2 separate regions of the Mus musculus genome follow, and region 2 is linked to region 1. The links are chromatin contacts, called in public HiChIP or PLAC-seq maps. All regions are on one chromosome and are shown on one strand. Each heading gives the region's core, a stretch centred on a gene start, on an enhancer-like site or on the middle of the called end of the contact. The rest is flanking DNA. Distances are from core to core; before and after follow the strand shown.

Region 1 (4,537 bases), core at 1,991-4,490:
GCTGACTGTTTTACTCCGTAGCTTGTTTTGCCTATTTGAGACGGTGGCACCTGTTTGCAATTTTTAAGTAAGGCCCACTTGAGACAGAATAAGTCAGTTTTACTAAATAAAGCCCTTGGCGTCAACTGTTAATGTAACTTGTCCAGGATTAAAAGAGAAGCTGAGTGGATAGTCGTGGCGTTCTCGTGAAGAAGTTTGGGGTGAGAAGGTTTGCTGGTAACTGGCTTGCTCCAGATCTTTCACCCCTCATGAAGGGGATGCTCTGTGTACAGCTGAGTCAGATGCTCCTGCAAGCTGCCTATAGCTGTTTTCCTCCGTTCCACTCTGGGATCATGAGGTCACTTGGTCAAATTACACCCCAAGTGCTTGAAATTATAGAATGAATCACAGTTTGTTTTAAATTGCAATTTTTAAATGCCACAATCCTGTTAGCCCGGAGGCAGCAAGAACTGGACGAACTTACGTTTCTGTGGCTGCAAGGGCATTACCTATTTTATTTGGCTCAAAACATCATATTTGCTGGCTCACACTTTAGAAACACTCTAGAGAGTTAGATATTGACATGGTCCCTTTCAGTTTTGTGGTTCTATGATACAGTATCTGAGGAAATATGCCAGTTGTCTTAGGAAAGGAGGAAAATGAGTAAGTAGCAGATATATACCACTTTTAAATATAAAAGAATGTCTGGATGGAAAAAAATATTTTTGAGATGGGGGGGGGGGTGTCTCATTTATCCCATGGCCTTGAACTCCTGGTCCCTTGCCTTCCCTTCCCAAGTGCTGTTCTGCCAGGTAAGATGGAAATTTCTGACCATTGATAGCGGCCACAGATGGTGGGCCCCACCACTAGCCACCCTCTCCTCCCGATCTGCTTATATCCGCTGCTTAGAACTTGGAGAAGTTATGTATCTGAGGCCAGGGTGCTCTGGTGGGGCTCCTGTGGGGCTCCCCTGGGTTGCTGTTATCTTGCTCTGTGTCATTATGTGACAGAAAAAAAAAAGAGCTTCCTGGGTTCCTTTGTATGATATTAACTCTATTCTTGAAAAGCTCTTGCATCCATCACATTGGGTGCTAGGATTTCAAAGCTCTTTGTACTGGCTAGTTTTGTGTCAACTTGACACAGCTGGGGTTATCACAGAGAAAGGAGCTTCAGTTGAGGAAATGCCTCCATGAGATCCAACTCTAAGGCATTTTCTCAATTAGTGATCAAGGGGGAAAGGCCCCTTGTGGGTGGGACCATCTCTGGGCTGGTAGTCTTGGGTTCTATAAGAGAGCAGGCTGAGCAAGCCAGGGGAAGCAAGCCAGTAAAGAACATCCCTCCATGGCCTCTGTATCAGCTCCTGCTTCATGACCTGTTTGAGTTCCAGTCCTGACTTCCTTGGTGATAAACAGCAGCATGGAAGTGTAAGCCGAATAAACCCTTTCCTCCCCAACTTGCATCTTGGTCATGATGTTTGTGCAGGAATAGAAACCCTGACTAAGACACTCTTGCATCCATCACATTGGGTGCTAGGATTTCAAAGCTCTTGCATCCATCACATTGGGTGCTAGAATTTCAACACATGGGTTTTATTTGTTTCCTTTTATTGTTTTTGAGACTGGCTGATGCTCGGCTGTAGTTGACTTGAATTTCTGGTTCACCCATCCCCATTTCCCAAGTGCTGGGATCTTTGTGTGCAGTACCACATTGGGCTTAACAGGGAGGGTGCAGTCTTCAGTCTGTGACACAACTCCTCCTGAGTGGCTTCTCCAGAGGCTCCCCTTCCAGTTCTGCTGACTAATACCTCTTACCCTTTGAGACATAAAGGGGACGACTGCCCCATTGTTTTTAGCTCAGGGGAGCCTCACTGCTCTTAGGGGTTTCTCCTGTCACCCCTCTTAAAGATGCTGGTGATTTTTGCAATGGTGTGCTGTCAGCACCGAGATAAATAAAGGTTGCTTCCTGGGCTAAGTGGTTGTGTACTTACCTGTTATCTTTCTCTTAGATCCGAGAGTTGAAGACTATCTCCTCATGTCCTCGCCTCTGCCACAAACCATCATCCTGGGCCTCTATGTCTATTTTGTTACGTCTCTGGGACCAAAGCTCATGGAGAACCGGAAGCCCTTTGAACTCAAGAAAGCGATGATAACGTACAATTTTTTCATAGTACTGTTTTCTGTGTATATGTGTTATGAGGCAAGTGTCTTCAGTATTCCTAAATGGGAAAAGTTTGCCTTAGTCTTCTGTTATATGTTTGTATGTTCTTGTTATGACCGTCGAGTACCCCTGTCCTGAGAATCGAGGAATTAAGAAACTAAGCAGGTGTTTACTACAACAAAAACACCAAAATTGTTATGTCTAGATGAAATAAACCTGAGGCCCTCTGGACAGTTTCCATCATGGAGAGTGAGGGAAAAGAAAACAACATTTAGTTCAGAGATTTGCACATGAGAAACGCTGGTTTTGAGGCAACTCACACACAGAGAAAAGAATTAATGAACACAGAGTGACAGCTGGTAAGCAGAGACCTGATCCTGGAATGCACGCAGCTCCAGGGCTGGGAGCTCACTTGGCTGTTTAGTTTTTACAGGCTTTGAGGCCAAAAAGGGCACAACTTATTCCAAGTCATAAGTGGTAAAGCCCTGACCCTTGTTATAAGATAAACAGGAACCTTCCAGAACGCAGCAGATATTGTCCATTGACTTTCTGCCCCTCTGCTCATCACATGTCTCCGCTGCCTCACATACCTGAGTCTCTAGGGTTCTTTGTTGTGCTTGCTCATACTGGGGGTTTGTGAGGAGTCCTGGTGGCCTTGCTGGCCTCTGTGACACCCACCTCCTTCCTGCTACAGATTGCATAACTCTAGCTTCCCTCTGCTGCTGGTCACTTCTTTGTTTCTAGCGCTAACCCACAGATAACTGCTCTTTGTCCTTTCTAGACCATGGACAGGTTCCTCGCGCGTTTGCAGAGAGAGAGGATATGCATGTGAGAGAGGTGAAGACATGCTTCGAAGCAGGAACCTAGGCTCCTTCATCTTACCTGTAACTCTATATCCTAGGCCTCAGTTCTCTTATGCTGTAATGACAGGATGGAGCCAGTTTTCCCTGGATCCTGTTGTATTCTAGTTTTCTCAATTCTGTCTCTGACAGTTGTCATTGTTTGTGATGACCCCAAATTATATTTCTCAGGCTTGAAAAGAATCCAGTAGTAACCAGTTAGTTTTGGTTCCTGCTTTGTGAATTACAACATAGAAGAGGGTTTTTTTTTTTTTTTTTAAACTGAATCAGAGAGTTCCTGTCTTCACTAATACCTGAGTTATGGTTTCAGGATATACTGCCTGCTGAACATGAACCACAAACGTTTTCTTTACGAGCTTAAAGATAATAACTGTCATAACCTCCATAGATTATTGGTATGTTCTTAAACTCTATATTAGGATGATGCTAAGTCCACTCTGTTCAAACGGAGACTAAATAACTAGGGCATTATAGACACAGGCACAGTTTATGATGTGGAGCAAAATTTTGTCAGGGTTTCAGAGTAATATATATAAATATATATGTTTGGCCAAATAGAGGAGCAAGGAATCATGTCATCGTGAAGGATTCATCTGTCTTCTTGTGATTGAGTTTGCTAGCAACGTGGCACAAGTCAGACCCTAATGAAGATGGAGTGGGTGAGACCCACACAGGACCAACACACACAATTTCTCTCTTTTAGCCTTTTTTGTGTCAGGGTAAGGTGGCCAATCAGTCATCGACGTTAAGTAAATAGTTCCTGCTGTTAGAGCGATGGTTCTCAGCCCTCCTAATGCTGCGACCCTTTAATACAGTTCTTCCTGTAGTGGTGACTCCAACCATAACATTGTTTCCTTGCTACTTCCTAACTGTAGTTTTGCTGCTGCTGTGAATCTTAATGTAACATATCCGATATGCAGGATATCTGATCTTTGACCACCACGAAAGGGCCGTTCAACCCCCAAAGGGGTTGTGACCCACAGGTTAAGAACCCCTTGGCTAGAGTGTCATTTCTATCAGTTGAACTGAGTCTGAGCAGAGCAGAAAATGGCATCGTTCACTGACTTGAGAATTTTGAGAAACAGAATTCACTGTTTCTGTCAAATTCCTTTCGTTGCTTTGAAAAGATCTGATGACTTGATTTTTAAGGTGTTTCTTAAAGCAGGAAATGCATGTCCTATACTGTCCCGAGTCCCAGTGTTCCAGAGGTGATGTTATATTACAGAGTAGAGTTGAGAACAGGGATGGGGTGCATTTTAAAAACAACCTCTTGTTCTTTCCCACTTCTTCCTTCTCTATGCATATTAAAATACCATTTTGGCTGATCTCTGATGCCGGGAGACCTGTTCTCAAATCCCTTAGGAGGCTGAGACAATAGAGTCCTGAGTTTGAGGCTAGCCTGGGTTACATAGCAAAACCAAGTCTCAAAAAAATCAACATACAAAAGCCTCAATAAAGCTGTTAACTGTGTATTTTTATATTGGAAAGTTATCTCTTTAGCTAACTAGTGATGAAACTATAAATATAATGTTTGCTTCAGA
Region 2 (4,858 bases), core at 1,473-3,972, 48 kb after region 1:
GCTGCCCTTGTGGCTTCTGATATGTGGATCTTTGATCCTTTTACGTTAATGGAAATTATCATCTGTGGCTCATAGAGGACTTGGGAAAATGCTGAAGAAGCTAGTGTGATTTTGTTTTCAAAGGTAGCTTCTTTTACAAATATTTTATTTTTAATTATGTGCGGGTGTGTGTATGCCTGTGTGTGGGTACGTGCATGTGAATGTAGTTGCCTGTGGAGGCCAGAATAGGCAGTGGATCTTCTTGAGTTACAAGACATTGGGAGCTGCCTGATGTGGGTGCTGAGCTATGGACTCTGGTATTCTGCAAAGGCAGTGTGGGCTGTTAGCTGCTGAGCCATCTCTCAAGTCCCCGAGGTCCATCTTTTCTATACTGGGCACCACTTGAGTACCTGAATATATCATTTCAAGTCCTTGTATCAACTCGGCAAGACAACCATCAAGATTTCCATTTTGCCTGTGAGCAGAGGGGAATTAAATACTGAGTTTCAAGTTACTCGGCTTGTTAGTACACTGGTTGTTGTTGAAGTCTAGATGTAGCAAATTTCTGTTTGTGATTTCCATGGAAGTCGAAAGCTGCATAATTTAAGGATGGGCAAACTTTGTTGCAGGATTCCAGCTTTACCATCATGGTGGACAAGACTAGAATTTCTTTTCCATCTGCCTCTTATATTAAAGTATATAGGCATACTTTGGCAACTCTCATCATAGACAAGCAGGACCATTCCACAACATTTGGAGGTATAAAGAAGTAAAGTTACCTCTTTTTAAATTTACAAAAGTAATATATATTCAGCATATATAAGACCAATCAGGTTTTGTTTTTTTGCTTGTTTGTTTTTGTCTTTCATAACAAGACTAAATATACACCTGGACAGGGTAGGATGAGATGGGGGGTTTCAGTCTTTGTTCAGCAATCTCTGTTTTGAATCTGGATTGGTTTATTTTATTATGTATGTGTGTTTGTGTCTGAGCATGATACAGCACACTTGTGAAGGTCAGAGCATAACTCCTGGCAGTCAGTTCTCTCCTTCCACCATGTAGCCTCTTAGGATCAAACTCATTGGCCTTAGCAGAAAGTGCCTTTACTACCAGAGCTGTCTCACCTCAGGCCCTCAAAAATCGGAACTGAGCATATCCAGGCTTTAGTTTGTGATCTTGGTTTCTTTTCTTTTAGTGACTGTACTGGCTAGTTTTGTGTCAACTTGACACAGGCTGGAGTTATCACAGAGAAAGGAGCTTCAGTTGAGGAAATGCCTCCATGAGATACATTTGTAAGGCACTCTCTCAATTAGTGATCAAGGGGTCCCTTGTGGGTGGGATCATCTCTGGGCTTGTAGTCTTGGTTCTATAAGAGAGCAGGCTGAGCAAGCCAGGGGAAGCAAGCCAGTAAAGAACATCCCTCCATGGCCTCTGCATCAGCTCCTGTTTTCTGACCTGCTTGAGTTCCAGTCCTGACTTCCCTGGTGATGAACAGCAGTATGGAAGTGTAAGCTGAATAAACCTTTTCCTCCCCAACTTGCTTCTTGGTCATGATGTTTGTGCAGGAATAGAAACCCTGATTAAGACAGTGACTCACTGAGTTTAATTAGGGTTCCAAACATGAGCATGGGTGTTAGGCTCTTTACTGGAAGAAAATAGATGGCATCTCTCAGCAGCCATTCATTTCCAATAATCTCCTCACTACTGGCTCATACGCCCTTCCTGCCCTGGTATGCTAGAATATTGATTGACAGGCTCCATCGTGTGTAGGTCTTGCTGTGAATTCATGAATGAACAGCCAGGTCAACCATATTATGTTCGGAAGACAGCATCTTACGGGTGTTCATACCAGTGTCCCATGCTCAGCCCTATTTATTCTCAGGACTTTCACCAGTTTTGAGGGTCTGAATTAATCACTAGCTATTGAATTAATCACTGTCTAATATGTCTATTGCCTATCACCTTCTATGATCAAGGTGGAGTTGTTCAGCAGTCTTCACGGAGGAGTCCAGACATAGATTCATTGTCACCGAGCTAAAGGCATATAGTATAAAGTGAAGTCATTTGTCTCTTTCAACAGTTGCAAGTTGGACCAGCAATTCCCACGGGCAGGAGATGTGTAGGTGATTCAGTGCAGAGAAGACGAATTCATCAACCCCACAAAGGACTGACAATTTCTGTCAGATTCCTAAATACAAAACCTAAGTTCAAGGAGGAGAAAGATTACTGTACTTTATTTATCAAGGGAACACAGCAGACGCTGACCATGCCTCTCCTTATCGCTCTTTCTACACTCCTTATGGCAGGTTGCCTTTATCTGCTTTAGAAATGTCCTTCCCCTTGGACAGCTGTCAAGTCAACTCGCTTCCTTTCACCACCCACTTCTTCCTCTTTGCTAACCTCCGGATTCTCTGCCCTGGGTGCTGACAGGAATTATCTATCGGGTTCCAGCTAGGTTTGGCTCACTGGGCTCCGAGGCTGCAGAGCTGGTGTTCCGAGTGGACTCGCGGCAGGGACAGTCCCGGTAGGTTTTGGGCAGCGCCATCCACTGTGTGCCGGCGGTACGCGGCGCGATCAGTCATGTCCGCAAGCATCCGAGCGCCCATTGGCGAGGAGAAAGTGTTCTTTCCTCCTAGGTGCTGGAGGCGCAACCCCGGGTAGTGAAATCCAGGACACAAACAGCCCCGCCCACCACACAGTTCCTGTCACGTGCCCTCGCAACGTCCAATCAGCGCCCCGAAGCTCCGGGCTTGTGATTCAAACTGCGGCGCGGCGAGCTCCGTCTGGAGTCCCCGCCGGCGTTGCCCCGCGACTGCTGCGCGTTGGCAATGGAGCACCGCGTAGTGGGACCCGGGCCGTACCGGGCCACCAGGCTGGTGAGTGAGAGTGGGGCCGAGCCGACCCCGCGCCGCTGTCACCGCCAAGACTCGGGCAGTGTGCAGTCGCTCGGGGGTTGCCGGTGCTGGTGGTCGTGTGCCTGCTCCGGTCGCTGCTGCACACTCTGTCCCACAGCGGGCAGACGAGGCCCGGAGTCAGCCCTACCAAGGTGGCATGAACTACTTCTGCCGCCGGTAGTTGGATGCTCGGCTTTGGACGGCGCCTTCAGCCTTAACGGGGAACCGAACCTCAGGCGATCGCGTTCCCCTTTGTCCTAGGGACCTACTCTAGCTTCCAGGGCAAGATCGACCGTGGGTGGAGCCATAGGACCACCTATGGGGGTAGCTCTTGCGGACTGCGGTGCTCCAGGCAGGGCGTGACTCCTTCCTGAGTGACACTGTTGACACTTGACAAGTGTTCTTTGTAACGGTGCACTGCACGGAGGTGGATTGCCCCTCTAAGGTTCCTGCCCCCGGAGTTTCAGTTGTCAGCACCTACTTCAAGTAGCGGATCAGCTCTGATAGGTGATCTAAAAGCTTTGCTGATGCACCAGGGTAAGGGTCTTTCTTGTGGAAACAAGTTTTGCCACTCAGAAACTTATTTCTAGGAGGAAGTACTTTTACTGACTTCTCCCTCAAACGGATTAGGACAATGGAATAGACAGAAGGTTTTAGAGGACTTTGAGTTTTGTCTGTGAAGACTCATAGCTGCATTGCCTTGCAATAAAGTCTCACCTGCTCTCTACTCTGGAAAAGGTGGGGATGAATATCCAAACTCATGTTTTAGACTCATATGCTAGAGATGTAGTTTTCTTTCTTTCCAGAGCCAGGTAGTCTGTGTTCTGCGGAGTCAAGCCACCTTCTACAGATGGGAAGTTAGGTTTCAGGCTGCTAGACCTTTGTTTTATTAGACTTATGGGACGCGTGGAGAATCAAATAAAGATTATGAATCTTCACACAAAAGATCACATGGCACATGTAAAGTTTCCCCTAAGATTTTAGGGTCTGTGGTCTTGTTTCATTTGGCTGAAAACAACACATATTTGCATAGGGTCATTGGTCTGGGCTGGACTCATGTCAGCGGTTCTTCCAATGGAAATCATTCATGTGTCACTATCTGGTGATTTGACTGGCACTGGGTGGTGTCACGTGGTACCCTGGTCTTCAGTGTTGGTTGAACCAAGTTTTGACAGGTTTGCTCAGATTCTTCATAAAGTGGGCTCATGGTATCATGACATTTTGTTCACACATCATTGGCCAAAGCAAATGAAATGGCTGAGTCTATAATCTAGACATTCATTTTTATTAAAAAGAAAGCATTTTCAGGTTGCCAGCCTTGTGTGGCAAGGATCTTTACCCACTGAGCCACCTTGAAGGCCCCTTTTCTACGTTTTAGCATGGAGAGGTGGTAAAAGCCACATGGCTAAGGTGCCTGTGAAGAGGCTAGGAGACCTCGTTGTGTAATCCACAGAACCCCCAGAATGGTCCCATTTATTTTAAGAGAGGGTGAAATGAATAGTGGATGTAGGTTTTCTTTAGGGCTCATTTCTAAGAGGTATGAACGGCGACAAGATAAAGAGAGTCTCAGAAATGGTGTATTCATAATTGCATCCTCAGAAGGGGCTCTACCGTGTAAACTACTTGGGGTCATGGCTACTGTTAGTTCTGACTTGAGGGAAGATAGGGGTTGTTCTGTTTTAATGACTTTTGCAAACTATAATGGCAGTCCTCCCTTATCTGGAAAGGAAATGTTGCAAGAACCCCAGTATGGTTGGTTTGAATAAGATTGGCCCTCATAGGCTCATATATTTAAATGCCTCTGTTCCCAGGGAGTGGAACTGTTTGAAAAGATTACAAGGATGGGGAGGTGTGGCCTTGTTGGAGGAAGTGTGTCACTGGGGTTCCGTTTTGAGGTTTGAAAGCCCATGCTAAGCCAAGAGTCTCTGTCTTAGTCTGTGTATCAGGATTTAACTTTTAGCTGTTTCTCCAGTGCCTGCTCGCTC

The links. HiChIP or PLAC-seq counts read pairs in DNA pulled down with a chosen protein or histone mark.
Region 2: an H3K4me3 HiChIP or PLAC-seq map of bone marrow-derived macrophages shows a contact between it and region 1, with 2.7 times the contacts expected there. The contact joins the promoter of Depdc1b here to the enhancer-like site in region 1. A contact is called at or near these places in 11 of 484 Hi-C or Micro-C datasets (CD4 T cells, CD8 T cells, LSK cells and 8 more), 6 of 115 datasets of contacts at active chromatin or transcription factors (the HPC-7 cell line, bone marrow-derived macrophages, embryonic stem cells and 1 more) and 1 of 9 other capture datasets (macrophages).

Annotation. Positions count from the first base shown.
Region 1 is chr13:108,265,206-108,269,742 of GRCm38.p6, forward strand. It overlaps Elovl7 (ELOVL family member 7, elongation of long chain fatty acids (yeast)), which reads left to right. Exons shown (of 8, transcript NM_029001.5): 3 at 1,985-2,175. Among named protein-coding and RNA genes, the nearest start is that of Depdc1b, 49 kb to the right of the region's middle. Within about 2 kb of position 3,241, at least 28 of the 459 cell types and tissues checked have an H3K27ac peak or open chromatin away from gene starts, as enhancers often do. A contact at or near this core is called in LSK cells, bone marrow-derived dendritic cells, bone marrow-derived macrophages and 1 more, where this site is marked.
Region 2 is chr13:108,313,615-108,318,472 of GRCm38.p6, forward strand. It overlaps Depdc1b (DEP domain containing 1B), which reads left to right and starts at 2,723. Exons shown (of 11, transcript NM_178683.4): 1 at 2,723-2,855. The coding sequence starts at 2,808.